2 separate regions of the Mus musculus genome follow, and region 2 is linked to region 1. The links are chromatin contacts, called in public promoter capture Hi-C maps. All regions are on one chromosome and are shown on one strand. The core of a region is the stretch at or near the end of the contact, and the rest is flanking DNA. Distances in the headings are between cores, read along the strand shown. Region 1 holds the start of Taf15 (TATA-box binding protein associated factor 15). Region 2 holds the start of Aatf (apoptosis antagonizing transcription factor).

Region 1 (5,135 bases), core at 1,872-4,371:
TGGACATCACAGGAGCAGGAGAAGGCAGCACAAAGCACAAGTGGGTAAAGATGGAAGCTTGTTGCCGAGATAATCATGGCTCACTGGATTCATCGATCAGGCAAAAGCATGGGAGGCAGAAGGCACAGAGCTTGATCTGCAACTCTACCTTTGGTGGAGAATGACCAGGAACAGTATAGACATGGGAGGAGTTTCAGGTTTGGAGGTCCCGGACACTGTGCATAGGTCACTGACCACGGTTCAAAGGCTGGGAGGAGCACTGCGTCTATCCCCACTTGGCCGTGTGTCCTTGATAAAAGTGCTCACCTCTCTGGGTTTTGGGGTTATCATCTACAAAATATAGACTCTTATTTCACAAGCCTGCCCAGAAAATGAGAGATGATGGATATAGAAAACTAATTGTCATTCCTAAATTAACTTCCTCAGAAGCTTCCACTTTTCTTATTTGTTCGTTTATTTATGCATGTGGAGGTCAGGGGACAATGTGCAAGAGTCAATTCTCTCCTATAGTGCAGGACCCAAGGATAGAACTTAGGTTTTCAGTATGACAGTAACTGACTACCTGATGTGACATTTCGCTGGCCCTGAAGTTCCCATTTAAAAAAAATAGTATTCAAAATCCTCCATAAAGCATACGGGACCTTTCAGGAAGTAGCCTGTCCCCCACCACGCTTCTCTCTAGGGTTTTTGTCATCCAAGATGGCCTCAAACTTAGGATCCTCCTGCCTCAGCCTCCATCTGGCTTGGATTATGCACATGCATCTCCATGTCCAAATGTCCACCTCGGTCCCCCCATTTCTATCTTCCATCATCCCTGAACCCCATTGACAACCCAATCAGGGGCACTTATATTACCCAAAGTGCTCTATCACAGCTGCTAGCCTTGGAGAACCTATTGGCTAGTTCCTGATCTTTCTTTATAGCTCAGTTTAGGCAGCACCTCATGCAGGAGGCTTTCCTTCATAAGGCTACCTTCCTATGGATGAAGTGTCCTATTTTTAGAACACTTTCCACCCCTGGAACATTCAAGTCTGGTAGGGACCACAGGCCTGCACCCTGCCTATTATATTATGTGACTGCAGTTTCTGAGACCAGCAGGCTGGGTTTCTTTCTCTATCTCTAGGGTTTCCCAGGTTCTACACACAGAGTAGATCTTAGGAAATGGAAACTGGATAATGATATAAACTTACACTGTCAAAGATGAGCAATACTCTGTATATCTTTCTTAAAAACAAAAACAAAATTAGAACCCAGAAGATCTTTCTTTCTCCTGTAGCCTGGTTCTCTACAATTGCATAAGCTCTTCTCTGGGTTCCTCTCCTCGATACAGATGCTAAAGTACCATGGCTCATAGTCATGAAAGAACTTTTATTTCTTTATTTCTTTAGCCTTGCCTTTTGGTCCTGTCTAAAGGTTCCTAAAATCCTCTGTCTATACAGATACAATGAGGAGAAAGGACCTCATGCTCTTTTCTGACCTGAAGGTATCAATTCTGAACTTACCCTTTCTTTGCTCCATTCTAGTCTTTTCCGCTTGGTCCCTGTCACAGTGCAGGACACCTCTATCTGGCCATTTCTTGCATAGGCTTTCATGGCCTCCTAAGTGTCTGTGACTTCTGCACTTCCCTCTGCAGTTACTTTATGAGTCCAGTGCACTGCGATCTCTCTCACTAGCATTATTATTAAGCCACTCAAGTGATCTTCCTGCTTAAAATATTTTGTTTTAAGACAAAAATAAAAAAGGCCCTCTGCAGTCCTGTGTGTCCTGGAACTCACTATGTATACCAGTTTGGCCTCAAATTCAGAGGTCCTCCTGATTCCACTTTCTAGTACTGGGCCATGCTACCTCAATTGGTTTTAAAAATTATCAGTGCTGGGAATTGAGCCCAGGGACTCAAGCATGTTAGGCCAGGCTTGGATCACTGAGCAAAATTCTTAGTCTCGCTTCTCTCTCCCACTTTTAGGCACCTCGCAACTCCAACCTATTCTTCATTCTACAGCTGGAAAATACATATCTAATCTCCACCTTTTGAAGTTCTCTAGTGGGTGGATCCACCACCTTCAGGACAAAGTTCAAACTAAGAGGCCTCAGCTATATACCCTCCTACTTTTCTGGCAAGTTCAACTTTTCTCCCCTGGAGGCTACACTTCAAACATATCAAATTACTTGTTCTACACCAAGTCTGGACAGATCTTTTGCCCAATTCAACTTGAATAACTCATCACCCAGGTCTTCGTTCAGGTGTCACTCACTCGGGGAAATGTCCTTGCAGATTCTCGAGTTTTCCAAGCCCTTTTCCCAACTGAGCTTACTCTACGGCTTTCCGGTAAAACCCCTTAGCAACAGGGTCTGGTTACCAGGCTTCAAAATTCCACCTTTGCCCTTGGTTAGCCTCAGGCTATCCGGCTGTATCCGCAACTGGGGGAAACTATTTCATCAGTCTGTTGTGCGAATTAAATGAGATGATGTAAGGCGCTGACAATTTAAGAGTTAGCTGTTACAGAGGACTAAGAAAGATCCATTCCCGTGTCTCCTTATTCCCGGAGCCAGTTATGCGCGTGACTTAGACTGAAGTCACATTTTTGTTCTGGTCTCACTTCGATTTTTTTATTGGACAAGGTGGTTATAACAGCCCCGGAGGCGATCAGGTATGGAGCTTGTCACGACTTTCGTTCCGCTCGCTGCCCAGACTCGGGACGCCCCCAAGTGGTTCAAGTTCTGCAGCAAGAGCCCGAGCGAGGCCGACCACACCATTCCCGATTTTAAAGGAAGAATCGACTTTCCCAGGCATTAAGTTCTTATTTATAAAAGGGGAGCCTCGTCTTTCGCTTCATAGCTTCAAAGTCTACCAGACCCGGTAAAACTAGAACTGGGGTTGTGAATGGGGCGGAGCGAGCTGGCTCGCTTTCCTCCCCTAGCCCCAGGAGGGCATTGGTACTTTCCTCTCTCAATTCCCTCTCAATAATGGTACGGTCGCGGAGGGGAGATCCGGGAGGACTCTAAGGCTCGGCGGAACGGAGTGGCGTGGAATCACCCCTCCGGCTTCGGCGCAGTGGTATCGCCTGCCGCGCGCTGATTGGCTGCCGAGGGCCCGCAGTCGGCCTCAGCCCGCCGCGCCGCCCTCAGAGCAGCTCCAGCAGCCGCGCCGCCTGGCTTTTCGTTTTCCTTGTTCTCCGCGGGCCGTGGCGGGGCTCCGCGCCGCGGCTGTTAGTCATGTCGGGTAGGTGACTCCGTCAGCGAGCAGCGGCAGCGGCGAGAAGGGGTCCGGTGGGTTCTGGCCGTCTTCCCGCCCACCGGAGGGCCGCGAGGGAAAGACTCCGGCCTGAGGGAGGCTGGGGTGGGGGGAGGGAGGGGGGCGGCCGCGTCGCCGCCATGTTGGACCGGAGGCACGCACGCTCCCAACGCTCCCTGGCTACAAATCACGGCGGGAGCGCCCCGGAGCTCTTTTGATCCTGCCCTTGGAACCTGGGGAGATGAGCAGCTCCCCGGGGAGGGTGTGTGTGAGTTGGGGGGGGGGCGGAGGCCCGTCTACGCCATCGTAAGGGCGGGGGGAGCCGAGATCTGAGCATCAGCCTGAGGACTGGGGGCTTCGGGTCCTCCGCGCCGACTCAGATCTCTCAGCGAGGCCTCCGGCCGGTCGTCTCGCCACCTCGTTCCTCTGTTTCCCCATCCGAGAAGTGGAGCTGGGCCTTCCTGACTCACCCATTCATCAGGTGGGAGTCTTACGCTCTGGGAGCCCTTTTCGAAGCACTTTGCCTTACCCGAAGTCGCGCTACGGTCATTCCCTCTGCTGTAACCATTGGGGTTGCGGGGCGGTGTTTGTTTATTGGGCTTCACCTTTGTACTCCCTCCTCCACTTGTTAATCTCCTGAACTTAGAATTAAGCCTTGCCAGTTACTGACGAGCACTTTTAGGTCTTCGTGGCATTTCCCTTAAGACTTTAGAGACCAAGGACAGCGTCTTCCTCAAATTAGTATTTATAGAGGCCACTGCTGTGTGGAAGTGAGGCTTTCCCCCCTCCGGACAGGCAGTCTGGGTCCTGTTAAACCAGAACTTAAAAGTCCTCTGAATTCTAACAGTTCCAGTTGACCACATAAGGTCCTTTCTTTGGGCTACACTTACAGGTGGCAAAGACAGACCCAGAACGAGAGTTCTTTACTTCTGAGGAAAACATTGCCTAAAGCCATATGGCTGAGATGACATAATGACTTTGGTAGTTTTTCACCTACTTATGAGAGAAAGGATCTCATGAGGTATCCTTGGCTCAACTGGAACTCGATATGGAGTCCAGGCTGGCCCCAAACTCACAGATCCACCTAACCGCTGGCACTAAAGGTGTGCACCACTATGCTTGGAAGATTTGCCCTTTTATTAATTAATTGGCAATCCTTTTCTAAAGGTTTTCCCAGTCCACCTGGAGGGATGTGTATGATCAAATCTGCAATTGGAGAAGATTCAAAAGGAGCGAGAAAGACGGGACAGAGAATGATGGTCTTCCCTCAGATTAGCAATGATACTGAGGAGCTAGAAATCTCATCTTTTTGGGTAGGGTACCTGTATGGTGGAAAAAGCTAGGCTGAAGTGAAGTTAGCTCTTTTTAAATTCTGCTTTTTGTTCAAACAAGGGATTATTAGTTCCAGAGGAGAAATTGGCATATTTTTTCCAGGTAAAGGTCCAGAAAAGGATGTACAAGTGCATCCTTAGGAAGGGTATATGTAGGTTAACCGTGACTTAGAAAATTAAATAGCTCTCTTCATGTAGGAATTACCAAGATTCAGTGTAAGCAGTGCTCAGGGATTGTTTGGGACAGGATCTTCCAGTGTGTCCTAGGCTGGCTTTGAACTCATCATCTTTTAACAGCTTCCTGAGTGGCATTGCAAGCTTGCTACATTTGGTCCACACTGTTGGTTTTTTATTGTAATTATTTATATAAGACAATGACATTTTTATAGGACTGAGTAATTTCAATGAAAGATTTAAATTTAAAGGCTTAAGTTAGGATTTTTTTCTTACTGTTATATACAACTTAATATGTTTTGTGATGTATATGAAATACCTTGACTTTTGAATAAGTGACTTGTTTAATGTGTGTTAAATTAATACACTTAACAGAATAAATCCCCCCCTGTAAGTAA
Region 2 (5,135 bases), core at 1,741-4,240, 1.0 Mb after region 1:
ATATGACAGAACAATCATGTTATTGTGCTCTATTCAACTGCACAAACTTCCTACGTTTCTATCATCTCTAAAATGCTAAAGGAAAACAAACAAAGCATGAGTCCTGGTAGCCTGAAACACACTATGTAGACAAAGCCTGATAAGCTCCTCCAACTATATCAAGGACTGGATCATACATATCATAACCTGAATGACAGATCCTTGGATATTATCAGTAGATTCTCAACATAGCTCCACTGACCTCCCTAAAACAAATTGCATCCTCTCGATATCCATATCTAGAGACTTCTTCCACCTTGAGAAATGTACTACTGCTTAAAACTATAAGCTAGGGGGCTGGAGAGATGGCTCAGCGGTTAAGAACACTGACTGCTCTTCTGAAGGTCATGAGTTCAATTCCCAGCAACCATATGGTGGCTCACAACCATCCGTAACAAGATCTGGCGCCTTTTCTGGAGTGTCTGAGGACAGCTACAGTGTACTTACATATAATAAATAAATAAATCTTAAAAAAAAAAAAAAGTCACACTGTTTAAAAAAAAAAAAAAAAAAAAAACTATAAGCTAATTCTTTCTCGGGAAAGATTGGAAGCATTATGTTATCATTTACAATGACAAAAGGCCAGTTTCACGAGTAACTAATACACAGGAAATCAATAAAAGACCTGAAAAACAAAAAGAGTCAAAATATAAAACGCACCATGGGCATGTGAACTTTTTTAACCACACAGCTCTGTCAATACCCATTATGCTCTGCCCAGTTTCCCCCTCATTTCAGGGTGAGCCACTAACCTGAACTTGGTAACCTCGAGTGTTAGGTTTCTGTTTGTCTGTTTGTTTTTTAAGACAGGGTCTCAGGTGTAGCACATGCTAGTGCAGAACTTACTGTGTAGCTCAGGCTGGCCTTGAACTCCTGATTCCCCTGCTTCAGTCTCTCCTAATTCTGAGATAAAAGAACTATCCTCGCCCTCACCTTCTAAGTCTTCGTCAACATCTTCTGAGATCTCCTCCAGGCCCAGGCCCTCTGAATCCCCATCTTCAGATCCTCCCTCATCAGATGCTTCGTTATCTAAATTATAAGGGGAAAAAAGGGGAAAGGAGTTACCTAGAGAAAAATACCAGGCCACATCTTTCATTCCAGTTAATCTGTGGGAGCTTATATGACAGAACAAACATGTTATTGTGCTCTATTCAACTGCACGAACTCACTACGTTTCTATCATCTCTAAAACGCTAACAGGAAACAAAGCCTAACTGGGCTTTAGCATCCTTTTTTTTTTTAAAGAATTATTTATTTATTTTATGTTTATGTAGCTGTCTCCACACACACCGGAATAGGGCATCGGATCCCATTACAGATGGTTATGAGCCACCATGTGGTTGCTGGGAATCAAACTCAGGACCTCTGGAAGAGCAGTCAGTGCTCTTAACCACGGAGCCATCTCTCCAGCCCTTTAGCATCCTTTTTAAAGTAACATGCTGACCTCTAAGGCCCTTCCAAGTACCAATTCAATGGTCTCTCCTAAATTAAGTGGAGACCCACAGACTTCCAGAAAGAATCCAGAAACAAAACAGTTTAACCATACAGAACTAAGCCAAGAGAAGAGTTTGGGGTGAAAATGTCTACTCACCAGATGAACTTGGCAGAGCCTGCTCCCAATGGTCTTCTTTCCAAGCTTTCCTAGAAGTGGTCTTGCCAGAATACCTTTTGTCGGTGTCCAAGAGGGAGACTGGTGCCAACTTTCTAATGCTACTCACTGCCAGATCATCTTTCTCCTCTTCCCCTTCATCAAACCTGTCAATCACTCTGGCTCTAGTGGCTGTTGGGGAGGGAGAAAAATAGAATCTTAGGTTAGAAAAATACTTTAACAGGAACCCACTTAAGCCATTTCAACCCCACACCCCACCTTCCTGTACTAGGTGAGTACTCTTAGTACTGGGCTCCACCCCAGCCCTTGATTCATTGTGTCCTCTATAACATAACATAACTAACTTACAGGAATAGGGAGTTGACTTCTGGTTTCTAAGGAGACTGCTGTCATATTGCTATCTATTTCTAAACAGAGAGCTAACTCCCTGCAACTACTAGGAGACATGTTTTTATGCCTTGGAACTTATAAATCTAGGAACGTATAAATCTGATTCTTCCTTGCTTTTCCATGGTGTTTTTTATTGTTTTTCTTTTTCAGAGGTTCTGAAAATTAAATCCAGTGCATCAAGTGTTATCGGCTACATGCCCAGGGTCCTTAATTCTTCCTCAATATGTGACAGTCATTGGGTGCTATAGACACTCATGACACCCCTCCAGTTGTCTTTCTCACACCTCCCTGACCCAAGTCTAAAGCACAATTACTCCCAGCCGGTCTCAGAACAGGTTTATGAAGAATCAGTCTGTCATCAGAATGTGGACAAATGGCTTAAGGCCTAAATAAACATGGCTAAACAGCATCGGGTAATCATTTTCATTCTCATGAAGATTTTAGAAGCAGTCAGTTTCAAACACACAAAAACCTGAAACTCATCAGGCTTCTTTCTCCTTTCGAAGGTAATACCAAGAAAAGTGGCATCCTAAACTGCTGCCAGCCGGCTGCCTGCAACTCCCCGCCAGGGTCCTGATGTCCCGCCCACCCCCAGAGTCTAGAATGCTGGATTACTGCTCACGCCACCCTCCCAAGAGACAATTTTCCCCCAGCGAAAAGGGAAGGCGAGCAGGTCCAAGCACCAGCGGCCCTTGAAGTCGGAGCCACTGCTCTGCACGTGGTTAGCCCCAGTCAGGCCTCACCCTCCTCCGGGTCGGCCTCAGGATCCGCCTCACGCGGTCTCGGATTCAGCAACTGTTCCAGCTGCAGAGCCAAGGGCTGCGGCGCCGCCATGGTCACCAGGTCACTGCCGGCGCTGCGCTCGTGAACCTGCACTGCAGCCCGAGCCCCCCGGCCCGACACTCGCAGCAGTGGCGCTACGGCCCAGACTCTACTTGGCAACTCAAGGCGGAGACCTCGCGGAGGCGGCGTTTAGAATCCCAGTAGGCAACTTCCGGGAGGCGCGCGCGCGCCGGAGGGGCGGGGCGTCGCGTCACCACTGGGCTGCTAAGCTGAGACGCAGGCGCCCGAAACCGTGGCAGGGTTGCGAGCCGCCCGAACGCGCGTGCGCCGGAGGCCCCTCGGACGCGCGGCGCGGGAGCGCGCCGGAGCACGTGACCGCTTGGAGCGAGAAAGGTTGATTGTGCTCTGAGCTGCCAGGGTCCCCTAAGCACGAAATAACGCCTCGAGCTTTGTGCGAGCTTGGTTTAGGAATTAAGCGTAAAGTAGCTGTGGCTGCTGGTGGCTGGCTGGTTTGTGAAAGGGAGTGAAGGATAAGCCTCTCAAACCTCAGGTACACACTCGAGCAAGCACAGACCCGGGACTCAAAACGGGGCTTTTCTCAGGGTAGAGGAGCCTGCGGCCAGGCACACAGCTTCGGGCCAGGATCTGAGAGGCCTGCGTGTGTTAAGTGTGCGGCGAGGTGCGATCTTTATTGATAGAAATAATTAGGAATCGCGATGGTTGTACCACAAATCAAGATTGTTTCTGTAGCTTCTTGTACCCTCTTGCCTGGGCAATCACAGGGAGGGGCAGGGGGGTAGAATTACTCTACTACAGAAGCGTTGATATTAACAGCTTTTCTGTTCAAAGATGGAGTGACTCAGTCAGACCCCCGAAACTAGTGAAGATGGGAGAAGAGAAACCCTTCACTCAGTTCTGGTATTAGATGGCCAGACTCAAAATACACAAAGACCTTAATGTGATAAATGTAATTGCACCCAGGCCCATGAAGCTATGCCATCACTTTGCATTCGTTTTTCTTTTCATGGAGCATCCCTTGACGCCCACTACTGTGGCAAGCACTGCTAGATGAAATATAGGATGTGTAAGTTAGACTCTCTCTCCACACAGTGACCAGTCTAGAAGGGCAGGAAACATGAACTGCACCGAGGAATGACAAATTTGAGTGTAAAGTGGTCTGTCTATACTGATCTGTTGGAGGTCTTCCTCCATGGAGACCTAGAATCTACTATAACAGGAAAGCTGCCTCAGAAGAATCCAGAAAAAAAAAAAAAAGAAAAAACGACTTGAATAATAGACACTGTGTCCATGCCTGTTTGTATGTTAAGACAGTCTCTTGCCTCCTACACATCATGTAATTGAAGATGACCCTGAATTTCTTGACCCTCCTGTCTCCACTGGGATTAGAGACATGTGCCTGCCACTACACCCTGTTTATTTAGAGCTAGGGGCTGAACCCAGAGTGTTCTGTACACTAAGCAGGAGCTCTTCCAGTTCTAAGTCCCCAGGCCAGTGCCATTTTTTAAGTATACTCCAGGCCAGCTGGATCCCAAAGCCAGCAACGTAGGCAACTGGTAGCTCCCCAGTAGAATCCACTGGAAGACAATTCAGACACCCTCAGATTCAGGTAGATTTCCGAATTTAAGAAATTTAAGAGATTTCTACTTTCTTGTGGCATGTCTCATGTTCCTGTCCTAACTGGTCCTTGAGTGAAGATGACCAAGCCTAGACAATAGAAAAAAAAAAAGCAACTGTTTTAGGGTAAAGCCTTTCAGACGTGGAGAGCCAAAGAATGTCAGACTAGGCGAAGACTCAGGCGAAGAAAATTGCTGTATGGCTGAGAGTAGTTTAGAGAGCTTGTTCTTTAAGGTCCTCTCCGCTGCGCTTGCAGTCGAGTCTGTGTTAGAGCCTCCATAGCAAAACATGTTCTCTATGAGGTGCAGTAGCCTTGGGCACAGAGAACAAAAATGTTCTCCTACCCCACACTTAGTAAATTCTATTCTCCTAGATCCTCCTCCCTCATTATTTCAGGTGCTTAGAAACCTGCCCTTTAAGGTGAGGAGAACAGGGTGGAAAGAGAAAAGGAAGCAGGGCAGAGCCCACCTTGAAGCTGTTGTGCATACAGGACACTGTTGGCCTGTGTGAGGCAGATCTGAGCAAACAGTGTAAGGTACAGGTGCCCCGAGCCTGCTTACCAATGCTCCCTCTCCTGTCTGCTCCTGACTTGGGAACCCATTTTTTTTTTTTAGGAAGTAGTCACATATACCCCAACCACCACCCTCCCAATTGCTTTCCTACCCCAGGAATCTTCTTC

The links. Promoter capture Hi-C pulls out the DNA fragments that hold promoters and counts their contacts.
Region 2: a promoter capture Hi-C map of pre-B cells shows a contact between it and region 1, with 2.4 times the contacts expected there. The contact joins the promoter of Aatf here to the promoter of Taf15 in region 1.

Annotation. Positions count from the first base shown.
Region 1 is chr11:83,469,987-83,475,121 of GRCm38.p6, forward strand. Taf15 (TATA-box binding protein associated factor 15) reads left to right here and starts at 3,122. Exons shown (of 16, transcript NM_027427.3): 1 at 3,122-3,220. The coding sequence starts at 3,214.
Region 2 is chr11:84,510,511-84,515,645 of GRCm38.p6, forward strand. Aatf (apoptosis antagonizing transcription factor) reads right to left here and starts at 2,991. Exons shown (of 13, transcript NM_019816.1): 1 at 2,782-2,991; 2 at 1,631-1,819; 3 at 973-1,068. The coding sequence starts at 2,872.